Regions from separate parts of the Mus musculus genome. Here region 2 is linked to region 1. A link is a contact called in public HiChIP or PLAC-seq data. All regions are on one chromosome and are shown on one strand. The core of a region is the stretch at or near the end of the contact, and the rest is flanking DNA. Distances in the headings are between cores, read along the strand shown.

Region 1 (4,010 bases), core at 524-3,023:
TTGCTTTACCAGCACTGACTTACATATGGCCCACTCAAATTAATGCACTTCAAACTCCACTTCAAAACCAATTAATCCCAGATAATTTCCCTTTTGTTAGTGACTTTTCCCTTACTGTGACGTGTGGTGTTACATTATTCCTGATTTTGCTTCATTTTATGGTACCACAACTCTCCATTTTCTTTAAAAGTCCCCTTCAAACAAGACCATTTTGACTGGTTCTTCTGATCCCAGAAACAGCTTTGCATTAAAAAAAAATTAATATTAATCATGGCAAGCAAAGCACATTCAATATATAGCATATATACTTACAGTACATACTATGTATTTATATTTTAATTTACATAGTAAGCCTGCAGTTCTTTCCATTCAATATAGAAGCATCATTTTTATCATTCATTAACATTAAATAAGAATGAATTAAAACTCACTGATGATGCCAAGAAAAGAAAATATACAAGTGTATGTTTTACTGTCTACACATGGAGTGAAGAAAATGAGAGAAAAGTAAAAACCTGACCCCCCCCCCCAAAGGGTCACTTCTTGTAATGAACATGGTACAATTTCTCCAAGATTCTGCACTTAATTTTCACTTAATGAAAGCATGAATATCTGTAAAGTAAGTTCTGTGAAAGTTTCACCCATAGTTTTTGAAAATGGTAAGAAAATAGAAATGAAAAGGACTATTCTCTTAATGGCAACACTGAGCTATTCCTAAATATTATCTATCCTTTAAAAATGGCGTGTGGAAAGTGAGTGTTATCATTCAGTAGACCCCAGAAAAAGGGGTAAAGATCTAAGCTAAAGCGATCCTTCCTGTTTTACAGAACATTAGAGAGGATGCTTTGGCAAAGCTTCCACTCCACGTCAACAAACCAACTCTCTGCACCTCACAACCGTTTCTGACAAACAGGCACACTACTTTGCAACTTCTTCTATCTGCTTCCAGTACTACCACCCACCTCCCCACTCTTTCTTCCTAAGCCGACAACTCTGGTCAGAAACTGGACTTTCGGAGGACTAGACTCTGAAGATCTGTGTGACCTTGGGCACGTCATTTGCTTCTACAGTAGTCTCATTAGCATCCCAAAGTGAAAGCGCTTCGAGGGCACTTGAGAAGTATACATCCATCTGACGTATTGGAGTCAAGAGGCACAAACCTTCCGAGTTAAGAATCACCTCCTCAGAGAGGAAATTGGAACTGAGTCGGAACTGTCAACACTGTCTCTCTTCTTCCCTCAAAGGGCATAACCCCAGCCACACCGGGAGGCGACTCCCGGGCACCCACGCTCCCTCCAGGCCTAGCCAAGCTTTAGCCTCACCTGCCCGGGACCTCACCCCACCACATCCGCCCCCTCGGTCAGTGGAGACCCGGGAGGCCGACCTCACCCTTCCCCTCCACCCAAACCCACAGCGGACTTCCTGGAGGCGCCGGGCCGGGCTGGGCAGGAGGCATTTACAAACCCAGCTTTCCGCAGCTCGCGTAGAGACCTCGCTGACGCCCACAAGGCCCGGCTCCCCACCCGTCCGCCCCGCCGGCCAGAGCCTAGCCTCAGCACCTCCGCCTCGGTCCCCGCCTGACCCCAGGCCGCTCTGGCTGCCCACGGAGCCGTGCGGACCCGAACCGAGAAACCTCGCCTTACCGGCAACTGAGGCACGGACTTCACTTCCCACCTTTGGAGCCCTCTTCAACTCCCGGATCAATTCACTCCGGCGACGCCGGAAGGACCCGAAAGGAACCAGGCGTTGTCCGGAATCCTGCCCAGCAGGAGTCGCGCAAGGCCCGATGGGGATTTGTAGTTCCGCCCTCCATTTCCGTTAGCACTTCCTGCAATAGTAAGACTACATTTCCCAGAAGGCTGTGCGAGAACGCCTTAGGCAATAGGTGGGGACACTTCTAGCAAATCAGAAGAGAGTTCCCTGTCTTTGAGGGAGGGGAGGAGATGAAGAGAGAGCGCGCCCAGAAACGAGGGAGGGCGGGGCCGAGTCTCACCTGCACCAATCAGAATGAGAAGATAGCCCACAACGCCACGCCCACCGATGGGAGGTGCCCTCGGATGGGTGTAAAGAAAAGGGCGGGGGGCCAGAGGTAGCAAGCGACAGGAGGCTGGGCTGAGTCCATGGGTAGGCGGGGAGGAAGGCTCTAGGGGCTAGACCGGTGGGCTCCGCCTACTCCGAAGCAACAGTACCCCCATACCCCCAAAGGACAGCCCACTCCCGTGTTCACTGGACCAGCCGGCTAAAAGAGCTAAGCAGGACCTGAGGAAGGGCCAGGTGCGATGCCAGAGGGGAGAAAGTCCGAAATGAAGGGGTCAGAGCACCAGGAACTAAGAGACCTCGGGTACCGCTCTGCGCCTAGGCTGCGCAGATGGCAGTGGGAGGAGCCGCAGCCCGAGCTTCGGCCAATTAGAGGCGGGGAAGGCGGAGCTTGAATCTCAGAAGAAGCTTCAGCTCAGCCTAGTCTGTAGTTTCCCTGGAGAGAGGCAAGAGCAGCATCCGGAGCAGTCTCAGCCTGCCCAGCATCCTCTCCAGCATCCCGAGCGGGGATTGCAGGTGTGAAGGAGGTAAGCGTGGGCGCCACTTGCGGGCTACAGCACAGCAACCTGGGGAGGAAGGCATCTGACAATAGGAACGCCTGGATACTGGAGGAAAGAGTGCTATGTTGACTTAGGATCGCGGTGCAAACCTTTTCAGTACAATTACGTACAATTACAGACTTTGGTAGAGAGAGAGAAAAAAAACAAAAAACAAAAGGTAACTCTGCCTGGGATATTAAGGGCGTGGTTAAGGATTTTGTTTTGAGTTGCACCATTAAAACTGGTCTGGGAGATCACAAGATTGAAGAAAGCCCTGCTAATTGAGTACCAGGTGGATGGTGTCAAGCTAGATGCGTAGCTGTTAAAAAGGCAAAATTGGCATTGATAGAGAACCACTTTGTAACTGTTTCACTAAGAAAATAACTTTGTCCTCTTCAGTGCCTGACGCTTGTGTTAGTTTATCAGATTGTCCTGCCACGGACAGTCTATCCAAGATAACCGGTTGTATTGCAGGGTCTTTGGATTGCAAAAGATATGGGTTAAAGAAGCAAATAATAAGATAGGATGGGTTCCGGCTAAACCTATCCTAAGTATAACTTTTACCAGCATTAATGAGAAAATAAATTGAAATGGGTGGGTATTTGGCTTTTCCTTCCTGCTGGCGCTGGAATATTGAAACAAAGACCTGGGTTTAGCCTACAACGGGAACATATGGTGTACTTCCTCGCTGCTTCTTATTCTCTCATTTGTGTCCGGTAACGTTTGTTCGTGTTTTAAAAACAGGAGTACAAGGGAACTGTGTGGAGGAGCTTTCCTCTATTGAAGAGAGTATGTGTAAAATGATAACCTTTAGTATTTTATAATGGGCTCTCATTTTAGAGGTATATAGTATCACACAATAATAGTTCATTCTCATTGTGTGTATACTCTTTTGAATGCTAGTAATACATACGGGTGGAATTATGTTGTAATACTTGTTATGTTAGGTAGTCAATCCTACCTTTGCACCTATGACAGATTACAGCCTTTTGGGTTGGAAAAGTACTAAAATTCTACGTGCTTAGTTCATTTTTTTGTTGTGAAATAGTGTCCCAGATTATATGCCTGTTAGTCATGTAGCATATTGCAGCATACTCTGCTCTGAAATGGCTTTCTTGTGACAGTTGACTATTCCATAGGGTGCCAGAATACTTGAGATTGTTTAAAGAGGGGTCAATAAGATCCAGAAATCACCTTCTATTTTCTTCTTTTGTCATACTATTCTGGTTTACTGCAAGATTTTGAATTTTGTTTTTGCAGTGCACACAAGATGCCTTCTAAAACTAAAGTGGCTCAAAGGTATTCTCTCCATTACTTAAGGTTCAGTCCTACTAAGTGCAGATACTGATGAGAGATGCCCACTACTAAATTAATTAAATCCTTTTCTCCCACATTCTAATACACCAAAGACCTGGGCACACAGAGAAATCTTAA
Region 2 (4,010 bases), core at 1,073-3,572, 99 kb after region 1:
TGGGATGTATGCATGCATGAATTTATAGAAGATACAAAAGCATGCATGAAAACAGTTTTTTAGCTTATCTTTGGGATAATGATTGTCAATTTTATTTAAAATGATGATATGCAATAGATCAAATATTAATATTCTGTAATAACTAAATTGTTGTTTGGAACAAGGAACAGACACTTAGTCAGGTTCTTAAGACACAATTTTTGTTATAGGTTTTCCCAAACTATATGAATTTATCTTATAATTCTTTGTTAGCACCACAGTGGCTTAATAGGATGCTGAAAATGTGCTTTAAGGTGAATGCCACTTCAGCCTCGCCCTTGAGAGGCATTAGCTAACAAAATACTTTCCACTTAGGAAACAATATACACTGAAAGATTCAAACTCTTAGTTTCTTGATTACAGCTCACTAGAAGCAAAACTCTTTACAATTATCAGAATGCAAAGGAAAAAACAATCCTTTAAATCTATAATAACTTTATATAAAGTAGGCAAGTCACATCGCAATGTCCTGATGAATTCTACAGCCTGATTGACCTTTTTTTAATAAACTTAGAATTTAAACTTTATTTAGAACAACATCTGCAAAGGTGCTCTTACAGCTAAAAGGAATTCTCTCCTGAAGGCAGGGAGAGGGGAGGTTCTCAGAACTTTCCTAGTCACAGTATTCGAAACAAAGGAGATTTCTCACCAACTTCCCCGAGGCTGCTCTGAACTTGCATTAACTCGAACATAAGAAAAAATTTCCTAACTCAAGCATTTTGGCCCTCCTGTAATGAGGACAGATTTTAGAACTACTAAGTTTCTTTTGCAATATTAAATTATAACTACAACCTTGGGTAAACAAAACCCAATTTCAAAACAATTTATCACCTTAAGAATCAACATTAAAACTTCACTATTACATTGCGAGATTTGGCTGCCAATTTATACCTATGAATTTATGACAGTGCAAGCTTTAATGCTTCATTAAAGAGACCTTGCTTTAAATCTTATCTTAATCTTACTTTCTAGGATAAGAATCACATTAAATATTATCTCAGCTAGAAGTATCTTAGGAGGCCCTGTTTTGTTGTTGTTTGTTTGTTTAGTTTTTTTTTTTTTTGCCTGCGTATGCCACGTGTTTGAAAAACTCCTGAGTTGTCAATTTAAGGCTAACCCTCTGTTACCAATGTAACAATTATTTAATCCCAACCAATAACTCATGAGCTGATTGTGAAGACATGCAGAGCACATTACCAGTAAAAAACCAAATGAATCAGCTACACTTAGATCAATCAGAGAATATTAGTTTTTTCTAGCTATAATTATAAAATAAAAAGCACTTTGTCATTAGCCAAATGCAATAATCACGAATGCAGAGAATTTTCTTAGGAAAAAAACATCTATCAGCTTTTTTTGCCCCAATACCATGAGGCTGCAGACTCTCTTTAAAAAAAAAAACAAAAAACAAAAAACAAACAAACAAAAAAAAAAACAATTTTTCCAGCAGGGGCTCTCCTGCTGTGCCTGATCCTGTGGTCCTCTCAGCTTTGCTATACCAGCAGAGAAAGTTTTAGTCACCTTTTATCTTCCAATATGAAAACACAGAAATTCATTCATTCAGACTAGCCATGAACATACATGAATTGAACACGTGGACAGACCGGTGCACCAGACTTTAGACAAGACCTTAGACAAAAACACAAAGAGGGCAGAGGACTTCTACTGTAGGGCTCAGAGAGAACAAAGCAGAGTACCCCTAAAATTTCTCTCTGCTTCTGGGACATTTTCCCCCCCGCCTAATGCAGTTTCTGACTGCGACCAATCCGCCTAATTATTAAATCCCTTTTATTAAACCCTTTTATTTCTCTCACCTAAAAAAGTAGCTTCTGGAAGCTGCGGCTAACTGCCTGTCACATTCCTAGATCCTGTATCTCACTGCTGAACTTAAGTGAACCCAGCGTGCTGGTTTAACGCTGTTCCAGCTTAGCCCATACCACACCTTCTCCGGTATGAATTTTCTTTAATTCTTTTCTTCTTCCATGGAGCTCCAAACCAGCAGTGTTTCTTCCAAATGTCCTCTGCCATTCCTAAGTCCCAAGTTGGTTCGCCAAATGGTTGGGGCCGGCCTGCGGCTCTCATGTCCGGGTTCGAGCCTGGGAGGCATCTCGGAACTGGAAGAGAAGAGGGAATCTAGGCAGGTAGAGAAATAATGGAACCAAGACAAGCTAGTCTGCTCAAGGTTCAAATTTTTAATGGCAGACACACTTTATAAAGGAGAGGGGAAGCCCATTCCCACCAAATCATCCTTGGAGCCAGCTTCAGGTGACCACGTGTAGGCTCCAGAATAGCTAGGCAGACTCCCAGCAGGTAGGAGCAGTGGCAGAGGCAGAACAATAGAGTGATCCAGAGAGGCAGGCTCCACCCTAGGTGATCTCCTTAGTGGTAAGCAAAGTCAAGGTCTGGCTCAGCCTGCTTCAGGCTTGTGGGGGGAGGTTACATGAAATTATTATATGATGTAATCTATCAATCAAAATTAAGTTGCCCAAACTATACCCCTTAGTAATCATTCTCTCCTCTTAAAGTCCATATAAAAATACTATAAAGTTGCCTGGGCCCCTTGAGAACTCTTATTAATGTGGCCCTCTATCAACCTTAATAATGTATCTCTCTTAACCTGAACAATTGTTTTACTCAAAATCAAGTGGTCTTGCTTCTTTTGCATATCTGTGTGAGCCGAGTTTCAGTTCTTCATCTAAGAGGCCATGAAAACATTAGACACAGACACTGGTAGCAGTCACCCCGTTCTGCCTGCGTTTTCCAGCACTCGTTCATTTGCTCTTTGTTTCTACCATTTTGTCTTTTCTTGATTTATATAAACACCACGACAGGTAAAGTTTCAAGATGTTATATTATTCACCTGTGACATATGCAAGAGTCATTAAGCATCTTTATTTAAATTATATGTTCTTGGTTTTTATGGCTGAATTGGTCTACTGCCTATATATTCCATGGTGTGTTAATCTGCTAACACATTAATGATATTTGTGTCATTGCTAATTGTTGGCAGTTACATAGTATTGTTGTAAAAACTCATATAAAGGTTGATGAGAACTTTTGTAAAAAAATACTTTTTCCAAATCTGCATAATAAAAATAAAACACTGAATGGGGCATCCTGAATCATGTAACAATAGTATATTTGTAAGAAACTGCCCCTATTCACATAGTAACTGCAGCACTAGGCCTTTTCCAGTTGATCTGTGTTTGAGTTAGCACTTGCTACTGTCAGATTGTGCAAACACTTGCATGTGCTGATATCTGTTTGTTGTGTAGGTGTTGGCCATTCTGAAATGTGTAATTGTTTCTACTTACAATTTAAATTAATTTACCCCTAATGACATGGTTTCTATATTCAGACATATTTTTCATTTTTACTGCTATGTACCTTCTCTGGTAATATTTATTTTAATCTTTGGATTATTTCCTTTATTAGGTTTTTCATTCTTATTTGAATTTTAAAAATTCAAATGGTTTGAGACCTTTGTCAAATATGTTATTTGCAAATGTTTTCTCTCAGTCTATAGTTTATCTCAATTCCTTTGCAGTATAATACAAAAAATATTAAAATGTTATTACTTTAAAAGAAGCCAATGTTTTCCAGAACATGGTTTGGTGTTGTTCTAGCTTCATTTCTCTGTCGTGACAAATACCTGAACAAAAGACAGCACTGGGAGGAAAGGTTGTATGTGCCTTCCAACTCCAGGTTAGAGTTCACCATAACAGGGGAGTTGAAGAAGTCGGAGCTCCACCATCTCACATCTACTTCTAAGAATGGAGAGAGGAGTCCACGTATGCTGCTTGCCTGTTTGCTAGTTTTCCCTACTCTGATACAGCTGAGAGCCCAGCCCGTGAAATAATGCTGCACACAATCAGGTTCTCCCACCTCAATTAACCCTCAAGACAATGCTTCTCAGATACAGCCACCCCCCAACCTGATTGAGACTCTCTTCCATTATGATGCTACATTGT

What was found. HiChIP or PLAC-seq counts read pairs in DNA pulled down with a chosen protein or histone mark.
Region 2: an H3K27ac HiChIP or PLAC-seq map of embryonic stem cells shows a contact between it and region 1, with 42 read pairs. The contact joins the promoter of Platr10 here to the promoter of Pdcd10 in region 1. A contact is called at or near these places in 4 of 39 promoter capture datasets (the HPC-7 cell line, embryonic stem cells, hematopoietic stem and progenitor cells and 1 more), 9 of 484 Hi-C or Micro-C datasets (differentiating embryonic stem cells and embryonic stem cells), 9 of 115 datasets of contacts at active chromatin or transcription factors (embryonic stem cells and epiblast stem cells) and 1 of 9 other capture datasets (adipose tissue).

The regions. Positions count from the first base shown.
Region 1 is chr3:75,555,079-75,559,088 of GRCm38.p6, forward strand. Pdcd10 (programmed cell death 10) reads right to left here and starts at 1,774. Exons shown (of 8, transcript NM_019745.4): 1 at 1,644-1,774. Serpini1 (serine (or cysteine) peptidase inhibitor, clade I, member 1) reads left to right here and starts at 2,415. Exons shown (of 9, transcript NM_009250.3): 1 at 2,415-2,564.
Region 2 is chr3:75,653,409-75,657,418 of GRCm38.p6, forward strand. It overlaps Platr10 (pluripotency associated transcript 10), which reads right to left and starts at 2,323. Exons shown (of 3, transcript NR_040539.1): 1 at 1,982-2,323.